Regions from separate parts of the Mus musculus genome. Here regions 2, 3 and 4 are each linked to region 1. Evidence: chromatin contacts called from public Hi-C and HiChIP or PLAC-seq data. All regions are on one chromosome and are shown on one strand. The core of a region is the stretch at or near the end of the contact, and the rest is flanking DNA. Distances in the headings are between cores, read along the strand shown. Region 1 holds the start of Eif4a2 (eukaryotic translation initiation factor 4A2). Region 2 holds the start of Senp2 (SUMO/sentrin specific peptidase 2). Region 3 overlaps Igf2bp2 (insulin-like growth factor 2 mRNA binding protein 2). Region 4 has its middle 21 kb from the start of A230028O05Rik.

The links. Hi-C and Micro-C count contacts between places; a contact is called where the count stands out from the background. HiChIP or PLAC-seq counts read pairs in DNA pulled down with a chosen protein or histone mark.
Region 2: a contact with region 1 is called in a Hi-C map of natural killer cells, with 7 times the contacts expected there. The contact joins the promoter of Senp2 here to the promoter of Eif4a2 in region 1. A contact is called at or near these places in 5 of 39 promoter capture datasets (cranial neural crest, frontonasal cranial neural crest, maxillary cranial neural crest and 2 more), 1 of 484 Hi-C or Micro-C datasets (natural killer cells) and 1 of 115 datasets of contacts at active chromatin or transcription factors (astrocytes).
Region 3: a contact with region 1 is called in an H3K27ac HiChIP or PLAC-seq map of microglia, with 4 times the contacts expected there. The contact joins the enhancer-like site here to the promoter of Eif4a2 in region 1. A contact is called at or near these places in 3 of 39 promoter capture datasets (the 3T3-L1 cell line, the C10 cell line and cranial neural crest) and 2 of 115 datasets of contacts at active chromatin or transcription factors (astrocytes and microglia).
Region 4: an H3K27ac HiChIP or PLAC-seq map of embryonic stem cells shows a contact between it and region 1, with 7 times the contacts expected there. The contact joins the enhancer-like site here to the promoter of Eif4a2 in region 1. A contact is called at or near these places in 6 of 39 promoter capture datasets (the 3T3-L1 cell line, cranial neural crest, embryonic stem cells and 2 more), 5 of 484 Hi-C or Micro-C datasets (all in embryonic stem cells), 6 of 115 datasets of contacts at active chromatin or transcription factors (all in embryonic stem cells) and 3 of 9 other capture datasets (embryonic stem cells, liver and pancreatic islet).

The regions. Positions count from the first base shown.
Region 1 is chr16:23,106,163-23,108,862 of GRCm38.p6, forward strand. Eif4a2 (eukaryotic translation initiation factor 4A2) reads left to right here and starts at 1,306. Exons shown (of 11, transcript NM_013506.3): 1 at 1,306-1,658; 2 at 2,426-2,471; 3 at 2,557-2,689. The coding sequence starts at 1,630.
Region 2 is chr16:22,008,159-22,010,858 of GRCm38.p6, forward strand. Senp2 (SUMO/sentrin specific peptidase 2) reads left to right here and starts at 1,326. Exons shown (of 17, transcript NM_029457.3): 1 at 1,326-1,584. The coding sequence starts at 1,484.
Region 3 is chr16:22,066,208-22,068,907 of GRCm38.p6, forward strand. Igf2bp2 (insulin-like growth factor 2 mRNA binding protein 2) reads right to left here. Exons shown (of 16, transcript NM_183029.2): 12 at 1,936-2,052. Among named protein-coding and RNA genes, the nearest start is that of Senp2, 58 kb to the left of the region's middle. Within about 2 kb of position 1,439, at least 76 of the 459 cell types and tissues checked have an H3K27ac peak or open chromatin away from gene starts, as enhancers often do. A contact at or near this core is called in astrocytes, where this site is marked.
Region 4 is chr16:25,037,444-25,040,143 of GRCm38.p6, forward strand. No RefSeq gene overlaps it. Among named protein-coding and RNA genes, the nearest start is that of A230028O05Rik, 21 kb to the right of the region's middle. Within about 2 kb of position 1,253, at least 32 of the 459 cell types and tissues checked have an H3K27ac peak or open chromatin away from gene starts, as enhancers often do. A contact at or near this core is called in embryonic stem cells, where this site is marked.

The DNA.
Region 1 (2,700 bases), core at 56-2,555:
GTCCCTTGAGGCAAGGTCTCATTATATAGCCCTTGCTGGCCTGAACCCTCTAAGACTTGCAGGGATCCACGAGCCTCCACTTCCTGAGTGCTAGGGTTAAAAGTCCATGTCACCACACCCGGTCTCTATTTTGTCATCATTTTGTAACAGTTTCTGACACAATAACTTCCAAATAAGTACAGGTTTTATTTTTGAGTAAGGATAGCACATAGGGCTGGCAAGATGATTCAATGCTGGCCTTAGGGCATGCTGACCTAAGTTCCATCCCCAGGACCCACTTGTGGGATCCAAGTAGTAGGAGACGAATCAACTCCTAAGAGTCGTCCGTTGACTTCCACGCGCTGAGGTGCACACTCAATAAATAAACAAATACAATTTAATCTAATTTAATCTTTTTAGAGCCAAATACTTTTCGTAAATTACCAAACTGAGCCTTTTCCTTCTCTGGTTAGTCAGTCTTTGGTCTTCTGAATTAATGAGAAAAATTTTTGAGTGTTCAGGATACTTTCATATTTTAAAATTCAAGGATTAAATATCTTATATTTTTTTGCAAGGGGCTCGAGTTGTGGCTGACTGGAAACGTCTAGGCTTATGCAGCCATGCAAGTTTATTACGAGCAATACGAACTATATTGTCTCAATTTCAGTAAGGCAATATTAGATGATTAAAATCGTTTTTGTTTTTTGTTTTTGTTTTGTTTTACCAGAAGAGACAATCAGCTCTTGAAGTGCTAGGGCTGAGTCTGCCAGAAGCACCCATTTACATTTCTGTGTTACAAAGAATGACAGGTCCTTTGCACAAGTTGGTAGTGATTCTATCAGTCATTTCTCGCACCTGTTAGGTTGAAATTATTAGCATTATTTTTTAAGCCAGAGCTGAAGACGACCGACCAGAAAGAGATGAAAATCGAATCACCACCCTAGGGACATCTGTTAATGATACTACACACTGTGCTTCTCGTCTTACAAAAATAGAACTGCAAACTGGATTTCCTAGGATGTGCTGGGTGGCCGACATTTTCCGTGGCAGGGGTTTCACACGTTCCAGATCTGAATGGATATTAAATGGCTGGGCGAAATGCCAGGTAGCCCTTTCCTGTCACATTAAACAGCAGTGAGAACGGGCGGGGTAACCCTATTCTGTTCCGGCACGGAACGCGGTGGCTCGGACCAAGGGCACGCTGACGCGCAGGTAGCCCGGAGCTGCGTCCTGGAGACGCCGCCCGCCAGCGAACAGCGCCACCGGCTTCCGCCCTAAGCGCCCAGGGCTCCGCCGGCCTCTGCGGCAGGGCCGCGGAAACCCCGTAGGAGCAGGGCGGCCGAGGAGCGCGGCGCGCGGTCGCGCTGCTGCAATATTCTTCCGCCGAAAGCAAAGAGTCCCAGACCCGTTCCCGATTCGTGGATCTCCGGGAACGCTGTAATACCAAGTAATAGTGAAATGTGGATTTTGTCATCGACTCCTGTAGGGCTTCACCTCCGGTAACAAACTCCAGGAGTACAATTTTGTGGCTTCCGAAAGGGGAATAAGGAAATTCCTCCGCGAGAAACGGGTTCCGGCCGCGAGCCTATAAAAAACGGGCGGCGCCGTCCGCCTGTCTTTTCAGTCGGGCGCTGAGTGGGTTTTCGGATCATGTCTGGTGGCTCCGCGGATTACAACAGGTACGGCGCTCCCGGGGCGGCCGGTGGCCTGTAGTCAAGGTCACTAGGACCCGCGTTGAGGTGGGTTGCTTGGCGGCCACACTGCAGGTATGCGGGCTTTTTCTTAGGGCACACACTTCTCCTTGTGCCCTTCGAGAAGCTTCCATGATGGTAAGACTCCAGATGTTGGGGAGACAGGACGGATACAAGAACGGAGTATTAAGGATGCCCTTTCTTAGGACACATTGTGACATCTTGGCTGCTGCCCCTCCCCGTACGGGATATGGCAAGCGGAGCCGTGGCGCAGACTGCTTAGGGGCGGGTAACCGGGACCCGAAGGTTTATTGGCGGCCAGTGGCGCGAGCTGGCGTTCTTAGGGTTCTGTCGAGATGGGAGATTGGACGGCCAGGGGACGATCACCCTGGACCGTGAAACGGAGCGACGGAGCCGTTGGCATGGACCTGCCTGGGCCTTTCGGCGTCAATCACGCCGGCTTGCGCAGAGTTAGGGGCGGAGCTCGGCGCGCGGAGCACTCGCGAGAGCTTCGCTTCCCAAGCGGGAGGGCCTGGTCCTAGGGCACTGAGTAAAGGGGCGTCTATACTTAGGGGTCCAAGTCCCAAGCTGTTGGGGAGGGCGAATGGCGCTTCGCAGCATTGCGGCCGGTTTTGAGGCGTTTTCAGCAGAGCACAGGGGCGCGGAGGGGAATGAGGTACGGGGTGGAAGGGCCCTTTAAGGGTCTCTGCGTGGCTTGGAAGCAGTATGTCTAACTGCAGTGTTGTTGTCAGCAGAGAACATGGCGGCCCAGAGGGAATGGACCCCGATGGTGTCATCGAGGTAAGGAGTGGGTGTGGACGTTAAAGGTTTGGAAAGGTACATTTTTTTTTCATGTCTTATTCATAGTTTCATTATTAACTTACAGAGCAACTGGAATGAAATTGTTGATAACTTTGATGATATGAATTTAAAGGAGTCCCTTCTTCGAGGCATCTATGCATATGGTTTTGAGAAGCCTTCAGCTATTCAGCAAAGAGCTATTATCCCTTGTATTAAAGGTAAAACTCTA
Region 2 (2,700 bases), core at 76-2,575, 1.1 Mb before region 1:
ACAGGGTTTCTCTGTGTAGCCCTGACTGTCCTGGAACTCAGTCTGTAGACCAGGCTGGCCCTTGAACTCAGAAATCTGCCTGCCTCTGCCTCCCAAGTGCTGGGATTAAAGTCATGTGCCACCACCGCCCGGCTTTGAGACTGTTTTTAATACTTCAAGGGACTGCACTCCCAGACATTATGCTTAAGTCCATAGGAGATATTATTTAGACATTTATTTCTAATGGTTTTCCTTTAATCCCAGCACTCGGGAGGCAGAGGCAGGCAGATTTCTGAGTTCGAGGCCAGCCTGGTCTACAAAGTGAGTTCCAGGACAGTCAGGGCTATACAGAGAAACTCTGTCTCAAAAAACAACAACAACAACAACAACAAAACAACAAAAAGGAAGAAAGAAAGAAGAGAAGAGAAGAGAAGAGAAGAGAAGAGAAGAGAAGAGAAGAGAAGAAAAGAAAAGTGTATACATTCCCAGAGAGGATAATGAGAATTGATTGCTACCTGACAGCTGAGGGGAAGAGACAAGCTGATTAGAAAAGGCCACAGGAATCATTCAGTCCCTGTTTCTCGGAAGCTTTTCCTAAGAAGTCGTGTCCGTCTGCCCTACTCACTCCCCAGCATCTGGTTTAACTTTCTCTAGTTCCATTGCGCATTACAATCATTTATCACATAAGCAGGTGACCTTGTATTCTAATTTATAAGTATCTATGAAAATGTCTCTCCCAGTAAACTTGCACGTATGCGTGCGGAATGAGCCCTAATAGTTAGACTGGCTCAAATGCTAGTGGTTAGCTCCATTTTCTTAGGCACATGGTTTAATTGCTATATACCTTTGGTTTTTATGACATTCCTAAAATTCCCCACTGTGTCCGGTTGCTGTAAACATGACGGCAATCCGGGTAAAGTATTAGACCAATGTATATACAAAATAAAGCGCAAACCCTTACATACTCATTAACTAACCTGACCTATTTTCCACCCTGCGCATTCTTTTACAGAACCCTCCACTGTCGGGTTGCTTGGGTAGCTCTCCCGGCCCAGCATCGATACACGTGGTTTGGGTCTGTGGGCCTTGTCCCGAGATCGACTCCTGACTGGCTCTGCCAAAGAGAAAGCCCCGCCCTTCGGTCTGCCAGTCAGACCCGCGCAAGAGCCCGCTCTCCCCGTCCCGCTTCCTGTTGCTAGGCTTACAAGGAGCAGGCCCAGACTGCGCATGCTCAGACTCCGGAGGCCGCTTTCCCGTTGGGCGGAAGAAGGTGACGTCAACGGCTTCTAGAGAGTCCTCCCCTAGCCCGGGGAACGTTAAATCTGTGGGCCCTCTGATGGCGTCACAAGTCCGCGCCTGATCCTGGCTACGGCTGAAGCGGCGAAGGCGGCAGCGGCAGCGGCAGCGGCAGCGGCGACGGCGGCGGCGGCGGCGGCGGCGGCGGCGACAGCTCTGGGGTTCGCGTCTCGGGGTGTGTCGGCCGCCGCTGCTGCTCAGGCCTGGAATGTACAGATGGCTGGCTAAGGTTCTCGGCACCATTCTTCGCTTGTGTGAGCGGCCCGCGCCCGGGGCCCGCGCCCTACTCAAGAGGCGGCGCTCCAGCAGGTAAGGTGGCCGCGCGCCGGTCGGGTCCCCTCCCCCGCGCTGGCGTTGGGCGCCGCGGGCCTGTGGGAACCGGCGACTACGGGACCGCGGAGGCCTGGGGAGAGTCCGTCCCTCTAGCTGCGAGCGGAAGGGGAACGGGAGGCCGGCGATGTGCTGCTCGCCGGATACGGCTCCTGTCGCCCGGTGTCGTCGCGGGCGGACAGCGCAGGAGCGAGTCACTAGGTTAGGAGTTTGCCCGTAGTCGTTTGACTGCGAGTGCTGTTGTCTTCGCACCGAGGAACAGCAGTTGTCTTGTTCGACAGCAACTGTCGGGGTGTGTGTGTTGGGCTGCAGGGGAAGGGAATGGTCCTGTTCTTTAACATCCTTGTAAGAGGCAGAAAGTATTTACGTACCGCACTCTTGTAAGATTCGGTTAAAATTAGAAGGAAATGACAAATATTAGTACTTAGCATCTACTCCTTTATTTACTTTACAGTGTCTTCCCTTTTAAGGGTTTATCTAGAAAACAAAATATTCTACAACTTCTATACTCCCCCCTGTCTCCCACTCTTACATTCTCCCTCCCTTTCCTTCCTCTGCTATGTCTACTTCACTTATTATTATGATGATGGTGATTATTTTTGTTTCCAGGTCAAGAGAAGTGGACAAAAGATTGGATTAGGGGAAGTAGATCAAAATGATTCATAGATGACTCCAGGAATGTAGGTCATTGGTGAAACTGGTTGTTCGCTAAACTGTAGCATGTAGTCCCATGGCTTCTACAGTTCCATGGGGTTCAGATAAGAATCGGTTAAGATGTTATAAAGTTCTCAAACTGATGCTTATGTAAGAATAGTTTATTCTCCCCCAACTGGATCTGGTGCACAATGAAACTGCATATTTATCGAACAGGGACTGGTGATCGCCTCACATTTTCATTCATAGTCCCTCGGAGTCAGCAGTATGCCGACCCAAACCTGAGTGTGGATGTGTCCTGGCCAGCCTTGACTTCTAGCTGCTTTCTGTTCTTTACTACATTCGGGGGCTCGTGGGTTATTTTGTTTTGTTTTGTTCTTTTGTTTTTTGAGACAGGGTTTCTCTGTGCAGCCCTGGCTGTCCTGGAACTCACTCTGTAGA
Region 3 (2,700 bases), core at 189-2,688, 1.0 Mb before region 1:
AGGTGAAGACATTTCAGAGGGAAGAATACAGTAAATGGCCTGGAGACCACTCCTGTGGTATTTTAGGGGGAAAAAAAAATCTATCTGAGGCTAAATTAGAGCATTTTGGATTAATGGCATTGGCAGAGATTTCAAGACAGCCTAGTACTGACTCTGTCATGTGGCCACTCTCATAAGCCAACCAAGGAAAAATATAAAATGTACAGTCTGAAGAGAATAGGAGCACCAGGAGGTGTAGTGGAGCTATGTATTTATTGTGTTCAAGGAGATAAAAGTTTAAAGAAAAGCCTTATACTAAATGGAATAAGGAAGATCGTGATCTCAGAGCAAGACCTCACCCAGCCAAGCTTCGGACTTGTGGAGAGGAATTAGACAAAGGCTTAAGCAGTGAAGAAAACCATCAAAGACAGAAAGCTGATGAAATGACTCGAGGGGCCGAGTTCCAGTTGCAGTAAGCGTGAGAACTAGGCAGCTTCAGTCACCTGGTTCTGGCTTTAGAGTCAAGAAAGGGGTTGTGGATCCCTCTGCAGCTAGGGAAAGCCACAGAGGCCAAGCCCCCGTTGGGTTCTTGTTACATTTCCACCCCCAGCACACTCTGACTTAAAAACTCTGTACAGGAAGAGGAAGAGAAGTCAACAACAGAGTTGATCTGGATCTGGTAGCTCCAGGCAGTCATTCCACCTGCTGAGGAGACCAAGAAGGTACTGTGGTCTGGTCTGCCTCAGGACCTCAGGATCCTAGTGGCCAGTGGAATTTCTGTCTAAGATTGAGGCTGACCACTTAGGTGTCTCAATGAGCCTTATTCTCTGTGTCTTGCTTTTTTCCTGTAAACTGAGGTTTGAATAAAGGAAACCCTCAAAGCCCTTCGGTCCAAGCTGTCTCACTGTAGAGTTTTGTTTTGTTTTGTGTTTAACCATCTCAGACTACAGCGTTAGGCACTAAGAAAGATCTCTGGGCACTGCAGACTATGGTCATCCTCATCCTTGCTGTCTGCATCATCTAGGCCAGGGTATTATACGTGCCAAGCCATCGGGCATAAAGCACCCCACACTCTCATCATGCCCAGCCCACCGTGGGCTAGCTAACCCCCAGTGCAAATGTGAACCCCTAACTGCAAGCACAGATGGATGCAGCTTGAGAGTACAGCAAGATGCCATCTTTCCCAGGGCCACCACTGTCCTCATAATGCACAACTCAGAATGCTTTGTTTTTGGTTTTCTTCCCTGTCACACTTGGCTGTGGGAGAAACTCCAGCTCTCAGGGGAAAAGTGTAGGCATTCTCTCTCCAAGTCATGAGACTTGGCATAACTCTGGGTTGTCTCATGGTAGCAAATTCTTTCCCGTAACAATGAAAAGCATTTCCGGAAGCGTTTCACGGGGGCTTTCGGAGTCACGGCCTCGCGCTGAGTCAGAGCAACAGCTGGGCTTGAGGCAGATCTGTGGCAAACAATCACTGACAACTGAGGGGGCAGAACATGGGCTGCAGCCACATCTGCACACATCAGTGTTGCAAACCAAGGGGAATTCCCTCTCCCAGACTTTGGCTCAGTCCTGGCCTCTTAACAGGAGACACTATCAGCTTTGTCTGCCTATGATCTTATCAGCACTTTCCAGAAAGTTCTTCAGTTTGCGTTCCCACAGTCTGTAAGTCCTTGAAGCCTGGGCTAAGGAGCATCAACATGCTGAGTGCTAGGCATAGATGCTCATTCTGCTCATGTGGGCCTTCTCTATCTTCTCGGGAAGAGGGGACAGTGCCAACCCTTGGAGGATCAGGTTTGGTCATTACTAGTTCTTTCTTCTAACTTTGGTTTGATTGAACAGGAAAGGACTAAGATGAAGAATGGGAGCTGACAGGAATGGCCATCTCTAGGTGCTGTGAGAATTCTCTAGCACTGACAGGAGGTGGCCCATGGGGACAGGCAGTAACAATCTTACCTTGATGGAGGCACCAGCAAATCGAGCGAGCTGTTTGATGTGTGCCCCCTTCTTCCCGATGATAGCACCCACAGCCTGGGTTGGGATGAAGAGACTTACAGTCTCCTGCTCTGGGTACTAGAAAAGAACACATACACAGCTATCATTCTGACCTGGCACCTCATGGCCCAGCCAAGTGCGGTTAACAGACCCAACATGGGAAGGCCTCGCAATCTGGGGAGATGGCCAAAGTGCCATGTCAGTGTGTGGCCTGGTGCTCTATAGATGAATCTGAGGAGTGATGTTGAACCTAAGCAAGATTGCATGAGCCTGCAAGGACCTCTGAGCACCCACCCACCCATGTTTGTGGGGCACATGTAGCTGGCTGTCCCTGGGTTCTCAGACACAGATTTGATATATATACTTCCTGGGCCTTCCTCCAAGAACCAAAATGGGTTATTTTGTGGTGACTCAGTGGATTAAAAAAAAAAATGTTTGTCATGTAAGCTTGATGACATGAGTTCAATCTCTGGTGGAAGGAGACAATTCCTGAACACTGTCCTGGGGCTGGAGAGATGGCTCAGAGGTTAAGAGCACCGACTGCTCTTCCAGAGGTCCTGAGTTCAATTCCCGGCAAGCACATGGCGGCTCACAACCATCTGTAATGGGATCTGATGCCCTCTTCTGGTGTGTCTGAAGAGAGCAATGGTGTACTCATATACATAAAATAAATAACTTATTCTAAAAGAAAGAGGGAGGGAGGGAGGGAGGGAGGGAGGGAGGGAG
Region 4 (2,700 bases), core at 3-2,502, 1.9 Mb after region 1:
AGTGTCTATTGGGACACAAAAGGGATGACCTAGTTCTGAGCTTTCCTCGGGTATGGTCTTATCACTCTCAGACAGAGGAGGAGCTGCCTCTGCCCAGCTGGTGACTGGGCCTACCAGGATCAGCTGTCAGATCTCCTGGTATCCCATCTGTAGCCCCTTTTTGATTTCATTGTCTGTCATACATAATTATGTGTCCCTCCTTTTTTGTTTGTTTTGTTTTGTTTCGTTCTGTTGACACAGGGTTTCTCTGTGTAGTCCTGTGCCGCAGACCTTCTGGGTCCCTGTGTCTGCGTGAAACGGGGTCTCTCGATGCAGGTGGGCAAAGCGTGGATGAATGACAGACAGACACACACACAGGAGAGTTCGTGTGGAATCTGAGTGTAATTTTACAACTCGAGCATCAGGCTTTTTATGCAGAGGACAATAAGGAAGTTGGGTGACATATTAGCAAGGTACAATTGAGGTAACTGGAATCTTACATAAAACAGAGGAATGTAAACACAAAAGGTCTAACGGGAACCACCCAGGATAGAATACATTGATAACAGCTGGGATCAACAAGGGCTCCACCTAAAATTCACTAATCTTAGAAGCCAGGGTCAAGGGCTTCGCGTCCTTGCCACAGTTCCTATTTTAGTCTCTTGTATAGTCCACCTTCCCCTTAGGCCATTGTAAATACGTGTGTATGGGTGTAACTCTGCTATAGTATCTATTCTAGTTTCTCCTTTGGTCTGAAACTTCCTTCTTTTTAAGTGATGGTAAATTCCTATGTAAGGGAGTGACTTAGCTTTTACAATCTTGCTGAATTCTAAACCCTTGATCTTGGTCAAGGATGCCCTTGGACTGTTGCAACACTGGTGGAAGGCTTAAGCCATGTCAGAATTCAATTTTAAAAAGCACTTATAATAGGAAAATATTGAAAGAGAGCACGTGGATCTATACACTAGACTAACGCGGGAATGGAACGCGGGAATGAAAAAATTACTGTATGGGTAGGGAACGCTAGACTCCAGGAGGAGAGCTTCCTTGAAACTCTTTTGCCTCATGAGTGACTTTTAAGCCTTTTGGCTTGTCCAGTTGACTCGACCGGAGAGCGTAGCAGTCCTGGTTGTCCTGTAGACAAGGTTGGCCTCGAACTCAGAGCTCTGCCTCCCTCTGCCTCCCAAGTGCTGGGATTAAAGGTGTGTACACCACCACCGCCCAGCTCTGTGCTTTTGACTTGGATGGTCTAAACAAACAGACCTTCTCAGACTCTAAGGAAGTAGATTCTGACTTTCAGAAGGACAACGACTTCCTTCTTTTGTTGTTAGTTCCTCAAAGTACTTTTGCTCCGACTTAATTACAAGTCCCAGGTGGACCTCCTTAATGGCTTCCATCTCCCTTGTTGATGAAGTACAATCAACAGAGATCCAGGGTTATTTGTAAATGCTGCAGCTTAGCAACAGGGGTTCTCTGTTATTCATGATTAGAAAATAGTTCAAAAGCTGGCCTGAACCTGTAGTTCTTTTTCCGGAATGAACAGGTACAGCAGCACTCACTGGCCAATTAATCTTGGGATAGGCAATGGGTATGGAGATGTGGATCTCAGCTCCATTGCATACTGCCGGAGGGACAGTTTCTCTTTTCTCTGTAAAATGGGCATATACAGATTTCTTTGCAGGGAATGTCATATTTATATACTAGTAACTAGAAAGTGCTATATACCAAGATTAGGTCATATTGAAAGATTCTACTGGAGGATTTTAGGGCTTGAAACAAGAAGGGTTATCTATTCACTTTTTGATATTGGCTGCCCCTACCAATGGCAGAGACAGGGATGGGTGGCAGCAGGAATTGTGGGAACAGTTGGGGCAAGTTATGCATTTGAAGTTAAAAGAGCTTACTCTAGTCAGACTGTCACTCAGTATTCCATGTATATATATATATATGGTATATATATATGGCATATATATATAGTATACAGTATTATATAATATTTAAATATGTTACTCAGTATTATAGCCACCCAAACACTCCCCTTTCCAGGCCTTTCCCAGCCTCTATTTGATGAGTTGATAAAGCCTCTGCTGCTAAAAGCAAGACTAACCAAATAAGTTTTAAAGCATGCCAGAACCATTAGAGTAGATGACTTTTAACATCCCCTCTGTTAAATGATAAAATAAGTTTCATTTAAAATGCTGAAGAAATTAACAGTTGCTAAGGAAAATGACATGTGAAGGTCAAGCCCTTGTCACTGAGTGGGGAAGGGATAGTGATAGTAGGAAACTAAGTTGGTCAACTCATGATCTAGAAGGGCCGTAGCAAGTGTCACACCCAGTGTGTTGAAGGACAGATGGAAACCTGGCTGTGAGCTCTGCATCTAACCTATGGCAAGACTGGGCCTTAATTTCCTCCTCACCAAACTGAAGGATGTCTGTACTTGATGTTTTTTGAAGCAGTTTCCACTTCAAAGCCGAGGAAGCTAACTTTGAGTGTAACTCCTAACAAGCCCTGGGCAAGAGGAATCAGGCCGGCCTCCCTGTGCGCTGAGAAGCGCCTGGTTGAAGCAGATGGAGTGTGTCTATCATGGCGGCTGCATAACCAGTCTGGTCACTTCAGATGTCTCTCCAATTAACACTCATGGAGGCGGCCAACTGCTCAAGCAGCAGAATGTGATGGTGGAGAAGACGGTGGGAATGCCTGGGCCCGATGCCACACCTA